2 separate regions of the Mus musculus genome follow, and region 2 is linked to region 1. The links are chromatin contacts, called in public HiChIP or PLAC-seq maps. All regions are on one chromosome and are shown on one strand. The core of a region is the stretch at or near the end of the contact, and the rest is flanking DNA. Distances in the headings are between cores, read along the strand shown.

Region 1 (7,712 bases), core at 1,370-3,869:
CATGTGACCATTCTTTGAAGGAACTGGATAGGGGAGGGGAGTTGTGGAGGAAGTTAAAGGCATCACATTGATTTGTGTGTGACCTGAAAAAGAATGTGATGACTGTATTTTAAAGACTGAAATAAGGCAACTGGTGCAAATTTAAAACACAAACACTTTCACTGTAAATGGTTTTTAATCACACGTTTCCAAAAACATACCTAATATACTGAAAAGTATATCTGGCTGATGCTGGGCTGGGGAACGAAGAGTTAGTGTTGTGAGGAAGAGATAAATGAAAATAAGATAAAGAGTGACTTATTTCACAGAATGATAATAGATAATCAAATACAGTTAGTCACCATATTGTATATAAGGACTACTATAAATAACAACAAACTGTAACAATCTCACTCATCACTGGGCCTATAGAATGGATGGTACGGTTCACAGAGGAGCACATGACGCATGCCGGAGGTGCCCTAGATTTACCTACAGCAGTACTTGTCAACGTTCCTAAGGCTGCAACCCTTTAATATAGTTCCTCATGTTCTGGTGACTCCCAACCATAACATTATTTTTGTTGCTTGTGGTGATTTGAATAAAAATGGCCCCCATAGGCCCATAGGGAGTGGCACTATTAGGAGGTGTGGCCTTATTGAAGTAGAAGTGGCTTTGTTGGAGGAACATGTCACTAGGGGTTTGGCTTTGAAGCTTAAGCAAGGCCTAGTGTCTCAATTACTTTCTGCTGTCTAAACCTCTTAACCTAAAAGCCAGCCCCAATTAAAAGTTTTCCTTTATAAGAGTTGTTGTGGTCATGGTGTCTGTTCACAGCAGTAAAACCCTAACTAGGACATTGCCACGTCATAACTATAATTTTGCTCCTGTTTTGAATCGTAAGGTAAATATCTATGTTTTTCAATGGCCTTGTACAACCCTTGTGAAGGGGTCATGGCCCACTGAGTGAGAACCACTCATCCACAGCATCACAATAAACAAAGAAGTAAAGCAATACACATAAATAACTGTATGGTCCAAGGCACACTTTGTAGTCTAATTATAAGTTCTTAGTGAGAGCTAGTTTCAAAGTTGCAGCCTAAATTAAACTCTATATCCATAGACATAGGAAAAAACACTGCTTTCTCAAGGTCTCTTGTTTTTGACAGGATAAAATAGAGAGTGTGTGACAGATGTCTGGGCTATAACCTAAAGAATTTCACCTGAAGCAAGAAGCCTCAAGTAACTTTAACATGTAGTGAAATTCAACTCACTAAACCCACTTGTGCAGTGTACAGAGGTGTGAAGCAGCTTTAACCCTAATCAGCATTTACTCCTGCAGAGTCTCCCTAAGTCTCCTACAACCTCCTACATACTTCTTACATTTATACAGACAGAAATAAGAGTTAGGGACTGGACTGCTTTTCTGTTGGTGACTCTTCTCAATCAAATGTCAAAACCCATGGTTTACATACCCTTGCTCTCAACACTCAAGACAAAGAAAAGTGGCCAAGGGAAAATGGCTATTCGTGGGATATAACCACTAACTCCATCTTTGATATGGAACCAGGAGCCAAACCCCAGTTAGCACTGAGTACAAAACCTCCAGTGATTCTGGCTCTCTCACGCTGTTCTCCCAGCATTTCTTTTCCTTAACTGGTACATCCCCATAAAATGAATTAGCAAATCCTTTATGTATTTATTTTATACAAACACACAAATATAAATGAAGACTTTCAATTCATAATTTAAGAATGGCATCCCCTACCGTGCTGTGGTGACACACGCCTTTAATTTCAGCATTTGGGAGGCAGAGGCAGGTGGATTTCTGAGTTCGAGGCCAGCCTGGTCTACAAAGTGAGTTCCACGACAACCAGGGCTATACAGAGAAACCCTGTCTTGAAAAAACAAACAAACAAACAAACAAAAACAAACAAACAAAAAGGACATCCCCTCCCAGACACCACACACACACACACACACACACACACACACACACACACACACAATGGCAATTTCATCTGGCAACCTGGGTTAGTGTGAAGAGGTGCCAAAGGGGTTTTCTGAATTAGGATTGCTAACTCAGCAAAGGCTGAACGGGAGGCAGACGGTGGGACATGCTTAGATTTTAATATCCACAACTCACAGAGGTACAGCAAGCCTCAAAGTACCCATGACTCACTTTTTCAGTCTGGTCTAACCTAACATTCACTATAACGTGTGTGGACCTGTAAGATTTTATTTGGGCTGGGTGTTGGGCTAGGGGATACCTTCAAGGGCTACCCATAAGAATGTGTGGGTTCTGAACCTCTCAGACCCTGATATCGATAACGCAGACGTCAAGAAGTAGATAATTGTGTTGTGTGCTGCCTCTCCACGGTGCAACAGGAAGTGTGATATCTGAAGGGAATAAAGTCTTACACCTGCCTGTGTGAATAACCAGGAAGTGCCCTGGCAGAAGGCAGCAAGCCTACTCTGCCTAATTGACATTCATTTAAATAATTCAGTAATTTAAATGTCATGCCAGAGGTATTCCCTCTCTGCACAGCTCACCCACATTGTTTGTTCTAAGAGGCACCTCCCAGACTTACTCAGTGTTATGGCTGGCTCAGCTTGCTCTCTGCTCTTTGTATCACCAGAACCAGGGCCGTGTGAAAATGCTCACAGCTGGAGCTGGCTAGGAACAACCTGGAGAATTCTGACCGCAAAGGATGGCTGCTTCCCCCCTCTTCCAGGGAGGAAACCTCCAGGGTGGTAGAAGATTGAGGTTCTTCTGCAGAGCCAGAGGCACAAACTGGGAGTCCCCAGGAGTCCACAGCAGCCAAGTCTTTTAAAAGATTTTTCTTGTTCTGGGCAAGACTCAGCTCACCATCTGGACACACCTACTAGGAGATGACTCCAGACTGGCAAAGCAAAGAGCAGCGTGAACTTCATCAGACTGCTCATAGCTGGGGACAATCTTGCGTTTGGTAGCAAAATTATTCACGTTTGTGTTGAGCTGGGCCATCAGCAGTTGAGGCATGATGCTGCAGACCTCTCTGTCTCTGTCCGTCTAGTGGTGTGCTGCGTAATGCTTCAGGCATTCAAACAGATTTATCGTTCTGTAGGGTGCATGAAAGCCCACCTTCTCCATGAAGACCTTTGATACAAGACAGATGAGCCAGGACCCTGTGCTAAGGGTCAACCAAAGAGGACAGGCTGAGTTCTTATCTGACCTCGAAGGGTGCAGATAATAATGCAGTAATTAGAAGGTGGGTGTAAAAGCCCAATAGTGCAGACGTTGTATAAGCTAAAAAAAGGGAACTCCAAACATCCTTGGCCTCCTTCCAGCAGTCCAAACGATTCATTCATTTGAAATGGCAGTTTATATTAGGTGTATAGATTATGGGAGTCCTTCCACCCGGCTCCTAATCTAGGAGCCCTGTCTGGCACCTCTCCAGAATCTGCAAGCATTTGAGATCTCTGGCATTAAACAAAGACTTAAGGAAGGATTTTGCAATGCCAGGTTTCATTGCCAGCAAGCCTGCAACTCAGACAGGAACACAAAGGTCTATGCGGAATGCCCACTGAAGGGCACTTGATCCTCTGGCAAGAAGGCAGGCTATATACATTCAGGGACAAAATACACCAGGGGCCCAAATGCTCTCTTAATCTACATACTCCTTTAGGAAATCAGCATCTTAGTTCAAAAAAACCAAAAAAAAAAAAAAAACCAGAAATATTGAATCTTAGTAAAGTTATACAGCCAAAAAACTAATAAATTTCAAGAGAGTTATGAGAAAAAAGAAATAGTCAAAAAAAAAAAAAAGACTATGAAATAGAAAGAACAACAGGCAAGTCCAAGAACTGTGAACTCAGGATGTAGCTACTCCAAATGTGTTTCTCCTGAGTGTTCTCTAACTCCGTGAGTGGCATGCCCGCTCATGCAACCACACAGGCCTGATGGTCTCTGGCTTCCATTATTCACAAGACAGACTCTATAGTCTGACTCACCCAGCTCTCCACCCTGCCCTCTTCAGATCCTGGGAGCCCTCAGGAAGCCTCTTTCTGGTACAGAATTCCAGGTGCTTTCTTTATAGAAGCCTCTGAACCTACCGAGAAAGGATCTCACTTTGCCTGCTTGGGCCCAGCACCTGAATCTTCCAGGGCTGATGGCCCTTTGCTCTGATGCTCAACAACATGAGGACGGAACCCACAGCTACCAGCAGCAGCAGCCTCCGGAGTTGGCAGTACCAACCTGGTGGACATTTGCTTCAGCATGAATTTTCCATTCACAGAAAACATTCAGGGGTAGGGAGAGACCTGAAGCTGTTTTCTGAGCAGACTGGGCCCATAAAGTCTTCAAATGTCAACACAGATCTTCGGGCAAGGCTTAGTCACCTACTGGCATGTCCGTGCAAATCATGTCTTCCTAGAGGGGCCTGTCACACCACCGACTCTGTTCACTACTCAGTACTTGCTATGAGAGCATAAGATTTGTGTGTGTGTGTGTGTGTGTGTGTGTGTGTTTGTGAGAGTGTGTGTGTGTGTGTGTGTGTGTGTGTGAGAGAGAGAGAGAGAGAGAGAGAGAGAGAGAGAGAGAGAGAGAGAGAGAGCGCTTGTTTTTTTACCAGAGGCCAGAAGTAAATAAGGAACTCTTTAATGCACTCATAAAACAGCTGGGCTTTGCGGGTGGTCTTCGTTTGGCTGGCTGCTTTGTGGACTTTGGGCTGCTAAGATGCTCTTGTGATCAAGGTCATTAACACACACACACACACACACACACACACACACACACACACACACACAGTAAGTGCCTTCGAGTCCAATCAGTTTAGAGAGAGCCATGTAGCACCTGGCTGCTCCCGGAGGAAATCTGCCCCTGGTCTTTGCTGCCATTTTTCCACCATCTTTCCACCGGTAAATTAGGGAGGAATGGGAAGGAGTGAGTCTGCACTTTTCCCTTTGTGCTTTGCCTCAGGTGATGAGGTTTCCCCACGTCAGCCTGCATTTGAACTACTGAAGCTGAGTGGGGGAGGGGGAGGTGTCGTCTGTTTAATTTGTGCCTGGGCTGACTCCTTGTCTCTGAAATAATCCACACATATGAAGCCTATTGCAGCAGCCACACCTCCAAAAGTTCAGCCAGTGTTCAAGTGTCGAAGGGATTAAGAAACACTACGGGTAGTGGCCATACACAATATGGGCCAGGCTTTGCCAGGCTTCTTATGACCCTCTGAAAGCAGCGCAGACTTAGCTACACTGAACCTAGGCAACTCCGCAAGCTGGAAGAAAATCACAAGATAACCACACCTCTTCACTTCGCCTTCAGACCTCTTGAAGCAATGTTTCACGGAACAAAGGGTTACAGGCCTGAAGGGAGTTACATTTAGAAGAATATCTTCACGAGCCAAACATATTACTGGTGTTCCGCACAAGCCAGTGCCAGTGTCTGAACAAAACTGCCCTTGAGGGAGCATGACAGAGCCAGAAGGAAGAAGGCCACAGTCCCAGTAAGCTAGGAATGGTTCCGAGAAGCTGTTCTCTTTGGATTTGGAAAGAGATAGGAGCAGGAGGCTGGGGGCTCCTCTGTCTTAGCCTTGGGCACTGTGAAGGTTCAGAGAGAGGTAGTGGCTTGGCCAGCTGCTTCTGTTGCTTCTCCCATTTCTGTGGGCTTGCCTCTAAGATTTCCTACCTGGTTCTAAACTGGAGTTTTCAGTTTGACAAAAAACAACAACAACAACAACAACAAAAACCCATTAAACAAGGACCTCTCCACACAGGCTAGCCAGTGAAGGAGTGACTGAATGCCCCGGTGCCTGCCTTTGCAGTTCTTTCCCCTGTGTCCCGTTCTAACCTTTGACAGGGACTCGGGAGCCAGATCCCTTACAGGATCATCAATGTGGGACCTAGAAACCATAGAAAACTTCTACCCCATCCTTCTACCCTTCAGGGTTATTGTAGCCAGAGATAAACCCTCCTAGCACTGTGCAGGGCTCCAGTTTGCTTAACAAGTCCCAGAAGAGGCCTGCTGCAGTGCCCAAAAGTGAAGGTAAAATGTCTTGAACTAGCAAATTCTCTTCTCATGCTCCCTACCCTACGCTACCCCTGAGAAGCAAAGGAAACAATGAAGTCAAGACTTCTTTCATTTATCCGAGATAGAAATAAAGTAATTAAGTTAAGAAAATGAGAAAGAACTTGAGCACAGTCCCAACTTCTTTTACTGTTAGCTCCATATCCCACCCAATTTCCCAATTCATTCCTAAGTCCTGATATAGTCCTGAGTCCCATTGCTAGCTAATGGAGACAGGATCCCATGCTCCCGGTTGCATATGTCTATGCCTTGTGCATATTTGTGCAGACGTTTGCAACCTTGGAAACTCCTTCCCTATCAATCTAATGTAAATGATTAAAAAAAAAGTCAACACGTTGGGAAAATCTGGCTTATTAGTCATAGACTAAAGATACCATAGGCACCATGAGAAGGTTGAGCTTGGGCCATTTTGAGCCTTTCTTTTAGCCCAGCCTAAACATAGGTTCCAGGTGCTTACACTCGGTGTGGAACGAGAAAGCCTTGTTCATGTGGCTATGCATGGGCTTCTCCTTCAACCCTCCCACATCAATCCCTGCAGCATGCCGAGCCATTCCTAGCTTCTACAATCATCTTGGATCTGAGCTGTGTCACGAGGCCTCTGGCTGGGGAGCAGGGATATCTAAACACAACAGGCAAGACTTTCCGCAGACTCTCTTTGGCTCTTGTAGCCACGGGATCACTGGCGGCCTAAAGATAACCCAAGTATCTATGAAGGGTCACTTTTAAATAGTAGCTCTAATACCAGCAGTCATTTCAGAAGTATTTCCTTGCAGGGCCTACTTCCATCTCCACAGCATGCCACACCCACTGAAGAAACGAAAACCCAGAAGGAACCGGAAGGAGTTTCCAAGGGAGAGATGGTACCCAGCACAGTGTGATTTCGTTCTGTAAATGCACAAACCCACAATCCTGAGAAATCATGGCTTAACAAGGAAACTCCTCGTAGGAGCCATCCACTGACAATCACTGGGAATTGAAGAGCAGGTTAACTCAATGCTTCACTTTCTAAAGCAGAAATTATGCCTGGTTTTCCCTCTAAGAGAAACTTAAGCTGTAGTCTGTTAGATCACTATTTAACTGAGCCCAGAGAGATATGGAGCCTTCCAACCATGCTTGGCATAGACACTCCCTGAGAACCCATCAACTACAAGGATAACATGAACCTGCCCAAAACGCATTGCTTGCTTGCTTGCTTTTTCTTTGTTTGTTATGTTCTTTTCACTCTTTAAGTAGGACCAAAGTCCCCAGATCTTCCTAGGAACTATTAAAAAACTGCTCGGCACCTCACCTGTCTACCAAGTGCGTCCACATTGTCCCGAATGGCTGTGGGCCAGATGCTAGTATACAGAGTGACAGGTGCTCAGTGGACAAGTTTCAGACGCTATCAGCTGCCATGCTCGGAAGGGAGGCAAGCCTTGGTTGTATTTCAAACTCTGGGCAGCCAACAGACATGCACCTTGCCCAGCTGCCAAGCCAACCAGCTGCCCAGTGCCTCCTCCCAAGTTGAGAGCAAGGAAACCAGTGTAACCTGGCCAGCCGGCATGCCGGCAAGCAAGCTGCACCTCTCAGTTCACTGTCTGGGTTATTCTGAGCCGCTCTTATTGACACTCCATGGCAACCTGGGAACAAAGGGCCAGCTCCGAAGGGTTTAAGTGTCCTGCAAAAG
Region 2 (7,712 bases), core at 1,768-4,267, 560 kb after region 1:
CCTGAAGAAGCATGAAGAATAGTGAGTTTTATTTCTGCCAGATGTCTCAATTATTTGTAAGAGCATCTAGAATCTTTAAAAAGATACATGTGATAGAATTTTTCCTAATCTAATACAGTATGTATGTGAAAAGACGTCAGTAAAGTTCATTTAGACTGATTTCAAATCAACTTTAATTCCCAGCCTATACTTCCTATAAGCAAACACACAAAGCCAAAATGTCACTCTTACAAAAATACTTATTTATATCCTTATAAATTAAACTTCTATAATAAGAATTCTTATTAAGACCATACCCTGCTCACCTATCTCCACAGGTGTTTGACGAGAATTTATCCTGACTCCTGACTTTATTTGTAATCATTTTCTCAAGATTCAAGTCACACTCCAACCTTGTTGCAACTGATTGCACTTACGGTCCTCACTGCTCAGGATGCTATGCTATGGCAGGAGGGTCATTTGAGCCCAGGAGTTTAGGGAAGACTGGGATAAAATATCGAAAGACTCTTTCTCAAGGCGTGTGTGTGTTGGGGGAGGGCAAGACAAAAATTATGTCTAGAACATTTCTCACAAATTCTATCTAATTTAGACTGAAGTTGCAGTAGACAGGCAATGAGCTATAACCTCCTGTGGTCACATAAATACAATGTCACTGTCTGTCTTGGAGTCACCTTTGCAGAGTGAAGAGTAGAAGTCTTAACTGGCTGCACAGAGAAAGGGAGGAAATACAACAACACCCAGCATTCCCATGCTTCAACACTTGACCATTCTTACACATCAACACCATTCTTTAGCTCTTGCACCAGAGAACAATCAAGGCATCCAATGATTAAAGGCATTTGTTTTATGAAAGGCACGAGTTCAAGAACTTGTACTATATTTACATACTGCTTGGAGGGCAACAGACATCAAGGAACGGCCTCTTGTCCATAAATGAGAAGCTTTTAAAAGTAGATTTTAAAATGGCCTTGAAACTTATACACTGTGAAGTGCACTTTCTCCCAGACAGAAAGTTGGAAGGAGAGTCTCTCGGCAGGGAGCATTCCATCAAGGTCAAGGCAGAAGCACCCCAGACCTATCAGACAGACGAATGGGGAAATCTCAGAGTGAACTGGGCCTCGGGGAGAGTGAATACAGGAAAGCCTGGGCGGGGAGTCCAAGATCGGAACAGAGACAATGGTGCTGAGGAGGACCCCTTGGGGAAAAACTTGGATGGTAAGGAGAGAGTGGTGGGCTGCCAAGTAATGAAGTAAAACAGGTTTCAGACCCCGTTCACAGTGAAACCGTCATAAAATTTCTTCTCCGAGATTTTAAAGTCAAGACCGAGGAAAGCTTGAAGCCAGTCTACCCGGAGACTAATGTTCTGAGATCTAAGTCTTCACAGGTTCATAAGCACGTTTCCCACGAACGCTGGCCTGAGCTGAGCTGAAGCCTCTCACTCCAAGGCGAGGGGCTAGGGACCTTAGGGGAGGCGCTGTGTGCTGTGACCCTTTCTTTGGTGATGGTGGCAGCAGTGACTGCTCCTCCTCCTCCTTCTCACCCTCCTCCTCCTCATCCTCCTCACCCTCCTCCTCCTTCCTCTTTCTTTTCTCTTTTTCATCTTTCCAACTTCTCAGTATTCTTCAACCAATGCATTTTTATTTTCTTAAACTGGACTGCACCATACCTAAGAATACTTATAAACGCACACACCCAGGGGATGGCAAACCTTCGGCAGGAAGTAATATACTACTTGCAAAATCCTTCGGCATCTTCAGACAACACCAAAGATTCCCACATCACAAACTGAAAGCTATTGCCCAAGTAATAGCCATTATTCAAGATTCGTTTTCTGGGCAGGCAGCAGTGTAATATGTGGCTGGTGTCATCCGACGATTTATTGGATTCTTATTACCTGCTGGTGCCACAGGAGCTAAAGAAGCAGACACAAGGGTCACAGGCCCTGCCTTTACGGAGGCGCGAATGGCACCTTCCCCTTGTTACTGATGACTGCTATACTCTTCTCTAATAACACAAATTTTTAAAAAGCTCATGTTTAAAAAGGATAGTCTATGTTTATCATGAACTTTAATTAAAAGATCAATATTATTTGTAAAACGTCTATATTCGTAGTCTTAAAATATATTAGGCCAGTTTTAACTACTGTAAAATCCTGGAGAACATTTAATCACAATAACATAGATAAATTAAACCTTCACTCCCAAAGTAATGAGACTTTATTCCACAGTACTATTTACCTAAATGGTTTCACTCTGGAAAAAAAAAAGTGTAAGCTCTCTTTTTATTTATGAAAGCGCAGTTTACTACTGTCCCATATTGCTCATTGTAACAGTTAATGTTATATAGTTCAAGAATAAAATGATTCCGAGGGCCCCTGAGCTAGGAACCCAAATTCCTAAGAGAGGAATTCCAAAGATAGTAAGTAGATCATTAACTAGTAAGACAACTGAGACAGAGCATGATTTTTGTGTGTATGAGGGGTTGAAATCCCCAGCTGCCCTGGATCTCACTAGACTAGGCTGACCTTGAACCCACAGAGATCCACCTGCCTTTGCCTTCCGCAGTGCTGGGATTTAAAGTGTGCACCACCCCATCTAGCTAGTCATGAAATTTCTTGGGTGCAATTGTCATGGCATGAGTTCAAAAGGGCCTGTGTTAACCACATTAAGCATGGTCTCGCAGGGGGCATGTATATAAATAAAGTTATAGTCAGTTAGTAGAAAACTATAGGATGGGGAGCACAGATAGATAACAGATCATGTTGTGACCCACGTAAGCCTTTCGGGTGATAGAACTTCCTCAACAGCAGAGGCAAGACCAGAGATGGGAGAGCTGGGCGAGGGTTTGAGGGACAGGACAGTGTGCCGGACCGAGAAGGAGGGTGGGTTCAGACTCCTCCCTTTACCTGATAGTCTTTCCCTGGGGGACGGAGTGATGACGTCACCACCCACAGAGAGCGCACAGGGCTGTAATTTGTCATCCCAGGGAAAAATCCCCTTCCTGTCGCTGACTCACTCGTGGTTCTGACTCCTCATACATCGTGTGAGGTCATCCCGGGGGAGGGGGCAGTCCCTGCAGAGCACCCCTTTTGCTACTGTGGGTGTCTGCTGGTTTCTCCACTTATCCTTCGCTTGTCGGATCCCTGCTGAGCCTTTTGCCAGCCCCAGTGCTGGTGCTGAAGCACAGATGCCACGGCCCAAGCAGCTGTGACTCTAGCTTCTTGCCAGAGGCTACCCAGCATTGTCATTACATAGAGTCAACAAGACTTTTTTTTTAGCATATTGTGTCACAATGTCCACAACTTATAAACGATTTCTGCATTATCTTCACTACTATCTCAGGACGATATCAGTCCTTAAAGCAGCGTTCTGAAACAGCAGTATTGGTACAAATCTACATTTTCCTCTTCTATTATTTGGATTTTTCTTGAGACAAGGTTTCTCTTCACGTAGCCCAGGCTATCCTGGAACTCACTCTTGTAGACAAAGCTGGCCTGAAACTCACAGAGATCGGACATGTTTGCCTCGGAGTGCTGGGATTAAAGGCGTGCGCCAGATGAACTTGGTGTTTTTAAATCCCCCATAAACATCACGATATTACCGTTGCGTTTTTGTCTTCAGTGGGCCTGATGGCAGCACACTGTATATGGTTGCACACAGTCACACACTGGGCTGTGGTAATGAAGCCCCCACGGAGAACAGAATCCTGCTTGACTTCTCCTTATCACCCCCGGCACTCACATTACAAGCATTAGTTAAGATCGGGGAGCCGCCGCTCCAACATGTGGAGGTAGTTTCAGCTTTTAAGAAAGTTAACACCGTCTGTAAGTTCTCCTGAAACCAGATAAAGGTTACTAACTCATAAAATACGGCGTGTGAGCAACTGCAGGAGCGGCTCAGAAAGATGGGGAAAGTGAGCCGAGGTGCCAGGAAACGGTACTTAGGCTGCTGTGGATCTGAGATAAACAGAAAAATCTAACAGTGCCTGGATTGTTCCACAAGAAAGAACACTGGTCTGCAGAGTGAGCCTTGGGTCATGACTCTCAGGCGACGCACAATGTGCCATTGGGGTGCCCAGGCCGACAGCCTAATTTGGCTTTTGGTTGAAGGCCAAGCTGGAAAAGGAAGGGGCAGGTGCCTTGTAAGGTGAGCCTTGAATTGTCTGGGGAGGGAAGGAAGACCTCGGGAAACAGACTAAGATCCGGGAAGCACAACCGCATGACATGTTTCGATTAGTCCAGCAACCCCGTGATCTGCAGGCTGTGGGGTGGGGGGATGGAACGGGGCGGGGGAGGGGGCCAGTGGGCAGCCTTAGATAAAAACAGAAGAAAACGGATAGAAAGAGGCTTGACAGAAATATGCTGATGCCAAGAACATGGATGGCTTCAATTCAGAAAAGGGCAGCCAAAATTAAATAGATGAGCTGACAAGAGAGCAGATCACAGAGGTGGACAGGCTTTTAAAGAGGAATCGCCGAGGGACATGTCATATTAAAAGACACTGTTCTCTACCAGCCTTCTTGGGAACTAAATAAATGGTTCTTATCTCCAAATATATCACAAAGAATAGAGCAGTTCACCAGGAAAAGCCGTTCCCAGTACCTGGCGGTGGATTAGACAAATGGAGCAATTCCACGGTGGCTTGGTTTATCTTTCACAGACCGGAGGGCATATTCAAACCACGGCACATAACGCACTTGGTTTTAAAGGCTCTGATTGTCATTTGGCCATTAATGACCAAGGAACCTCTTAGACTCTTAGACAGAGATAGTCCTATTTAAAAGGCTTACATTTCTGCTCACACAAGGGACTCTGAGGACACCCCAGAGAGGGTTGTGTCAATCGCAAACGGTATGCTCACACCTCACAGCCCTGAGCCTGATTCCATTCAGGAGCCACAATTTGAAGATTGTCTACCAAATGTAAATCCTGGTAAATACATAAATACATCCAAACGTTATTCTTGCATTCTTCGGAAATTCAAGAATTGCAGAAAGACAATTTACTGTTTAAACAAAGCAACAATTCCCATTGAGCAGTAGATAAGAAACTGAGTTAAGGATGCCATGTTGATTCAGAACCACAAAAACAAAAAAACAAAAAAAAAAAAAAAAAAAAATTTTCCCTACTGGATCTCCAAAGGAAAGGAGCAGGACAACGAGCCGCCTGGAATCTACAAAACCATGGGAGCTGGGATTCATGCTGCACACGGGCATGAGAAAAATCCTATCAGACTTGGCACCGTAAACAATTATGGGATGTTTGGGGCCAAAGCCACGTAATAAAATACAGTGAGTACAGAGGCTTCACACGAGTCGGAGAATCCTTGCCGTGAATCACCTTTGCTCTTTAAGCCCCTCGCGCTCCTCTGTAGAAGCCACACTGCTCATCACTCCAGGAATGTGAGAAAGACCAAGGCAAAGTTCCCACTCAGGGCTCTTGGAGAGCCAGGCAGCTATCCCCTGCTCTCTTGCAAGTGCCACATCTCAGATTTTTCACTCTGTAAAGATGGCCACCTTGATTCTGCCACATTCTGATGACTAAGACATCTGTCTCTCACCCTGCTCTACAATGAAACTCTGTCATTTGTTCTTCAATTGTAAACAAAACTTAGTTATGGCATGATAAAAAAAAATTAAGGCAAAGTATTTAAGAGGCTCCATGCCCACTATCCTGCTCTGGCAGCAGGCTGAGACCTGCTCGTGGCGCTCTTGTGTTCCACCGTCCAGTCACCGTGACTGAGCCATGATTCAGGATTCCCAGAGTGGTCTCTGTCTCCCACCATCCAGAAAAGTTCCCATGTTCTCTGGTGGATCCTGAAGGAGGTGACTGAGTAACCATGCTCACGGGCAAATGAAGACTGTCTTGCAGTGCAGCCTTCCCAGGGGTACTACTGGTACCACAGAGGACTCCCTCAAGGCTAGAATTTCAGATAGGGTACAAAAGCAAAGCGTTCCTGGTAGTACAGACATCCTTTGGGTTAGAGGGACCATCCCCCATCGACACTGAAAACTCATTCTGAGCACTCCAATAATGCAGAGTATATAAAGAGAGCCCTGCCCCATCCCCAGATGAAGCCTTCAGAGCAGTGTGCCTCTGGACACAAGCCCCACACTGCCCAAAAGTAGAGAAATGTCTTTAGCTGGCATTCCTACTTACGCAGATCTTAACATATAACTCTCCCTTACCTGTCGAAGAGGAATGCTAAAGGATTAAGCTAAAGTGGCATTTGTGAGGTGTGTGACTCACAGTAGGTCCTTAGTAACTCATGCTGTCACTTCCTTTAGTTTTCATGCAATATCTAATCAAATGGGCTCCACCCAGTGTCTTCCTCCTAAGCAATAATTCATGGAGTGGCTCAGAATGATCCAACTGCTGGTGAATAGCAAAGAATATCTCTCTCAACCCATGGGACCACTCACTGAAGTAGTGGGAACATTGCAAATCCTAACCCTAAACAAGGTAACAAGCCACTTGGTTCTCAGACATAATTACTGTAACCTTCGAGGTGCTTTGTTTAGGTTTCTAAAGGTTTGGCATTAAATGTCAATATTTAATAATTAGGGAATTGAGAACTGTAAAATCTGAAGCTCCAAGTTTTTAAATCTACGTCCTGCAAAAGCTCATTGTCTGTTGAGCTCAGATGCAGCCTACCAGAGATCATTCCTAGACAGGACAGATGTCCTTTCTGCAACATCCCACTGTCCCCTATTGTCAGGAGCCCTCTATGAGAGGCTAAAGCTAGCAGGTGACTTTCCTGGAGGTGGCCCACCATTTCTGCATGGCCTACAGTGAGTGACCTCCGAAAGGCAAGATCCCAAGAGACTTCATCTCAGGACTGCTTCTTGCAGCTGATGTGCCTTTACCTGTCACTATTGCATAGTCTAATCCCACTCTGTTGGGCAGATTTTTCTGCACAGCGACCAAGATACACCATCATGTAGTAATGCTGTATAGACGAATTGATGATTTCATAATTCCTGATCATTATTTTATAGAATTCCTGATTTGATTCAAATAATGTTTGGAAGAAAGCTTTGAGAGATTGTTTTGTTTTTCCAGAAAGATGTAATAAAGTTACAATCAAGAATAGAATGTGCCCACCCCTCATATAACAGTAAAAAAAGGAATACAATGAGCTTTCACAATTACACTAAACAGAGAAATGGGCTTGGGACAAATTTCTGACCAAGGGAAAATATTTATTCTAGGTCATATCCAAGGATGGATCTGAAGCCACAGGTGTGCACTCTGATAAAGCAAGGCCATGTCAAACTGTTGCTTTGAACGTATAATGAGCGTATAGAATGAAACACTGCTTTGAACTTAATATCAACATCTTCTGTAACTCCCCTTTTGTGTAACATTTTATCTATGAGGTAATTTTCTTTAAAGCTTTTGTCTTAAAAGGTGTAAGAAAGACAGAGGGGAAGAATAGAAGAATAAAATGTGGCATCTAGGGCTCTGCCTCATGCACCAAATGTGTGTGTGTGTGCATGTGTGGTGTGTGTATGCATCTATGTGTGTGTGTGTGTGTGTGTGTGTGTGTGTGTATTTGTAAGTATGCCTAAACATTTATGAAGTCCATGATACAGGTGGTTGGGCCTGACCAATGTGTGTATGTGTATGTGTGTTTGTGTGTGTGTATGAATGAATGGTGTTTGTGTATGTTTGTGTACCTGTGCGTATAGCCTATGTAAAAGATTTCCTTTCT

The links. HiChIP or PLAC-seq counts read pairs in DNA pulled down with a chosen protein or histone mark.
Region 2: a FOXA1 HiChIP or PLAC-seq map of pancreatic cancer cells shows a contact between it and region 1. The contact joins two enhancer-like sites. A contact is called at or near these places in 2 of 115 datasets of contacts at active chromatin or transcription factors (embryonic stem cells and pancreatic cancer cells).

The regions. Positions count from the first base shown.
Region 1 is chr2:58,481,937-58,489,648 of GRCm38.p6, forward strand. The region is part of intron 4 of Acvr1 (activin A receptor, type 1); the gene reads right to left. Among named protein-coding and RNA genes, the nearest start is that of Acvr1, 81 kb to the right of the region's middle. RefSeq lists an enhancer at 3,599-5,983. Within about 2 kb of position 2,620, at least 100 of the 459 cell types and tissues checked have an H3K27ac peak or open chromatin away from gene starts, as enhancers often do. A contact at or near this core is called in pancreatic cancer cells, where this site is marked.
Region 2 is chr2:59,039,839-59,047,550 of GRCm38.p6, forward strand. All of the region lies in intron 1 of Ccdc148 (coiled-coil domain containing 148), which reads right to left. Among named protein-coding and RNA genes, the nearest start is that of Ccdc148, 120 kb to the right of the region's middle. Within about 2 kb of position 3,018, at least 50 of the 459 cell types and tissues checked have an H3K27ac peak or open chromatin away from gene starts, as enhancers often do. A contact at or near this core is called in pancreatic cancer cells, where this site is marked.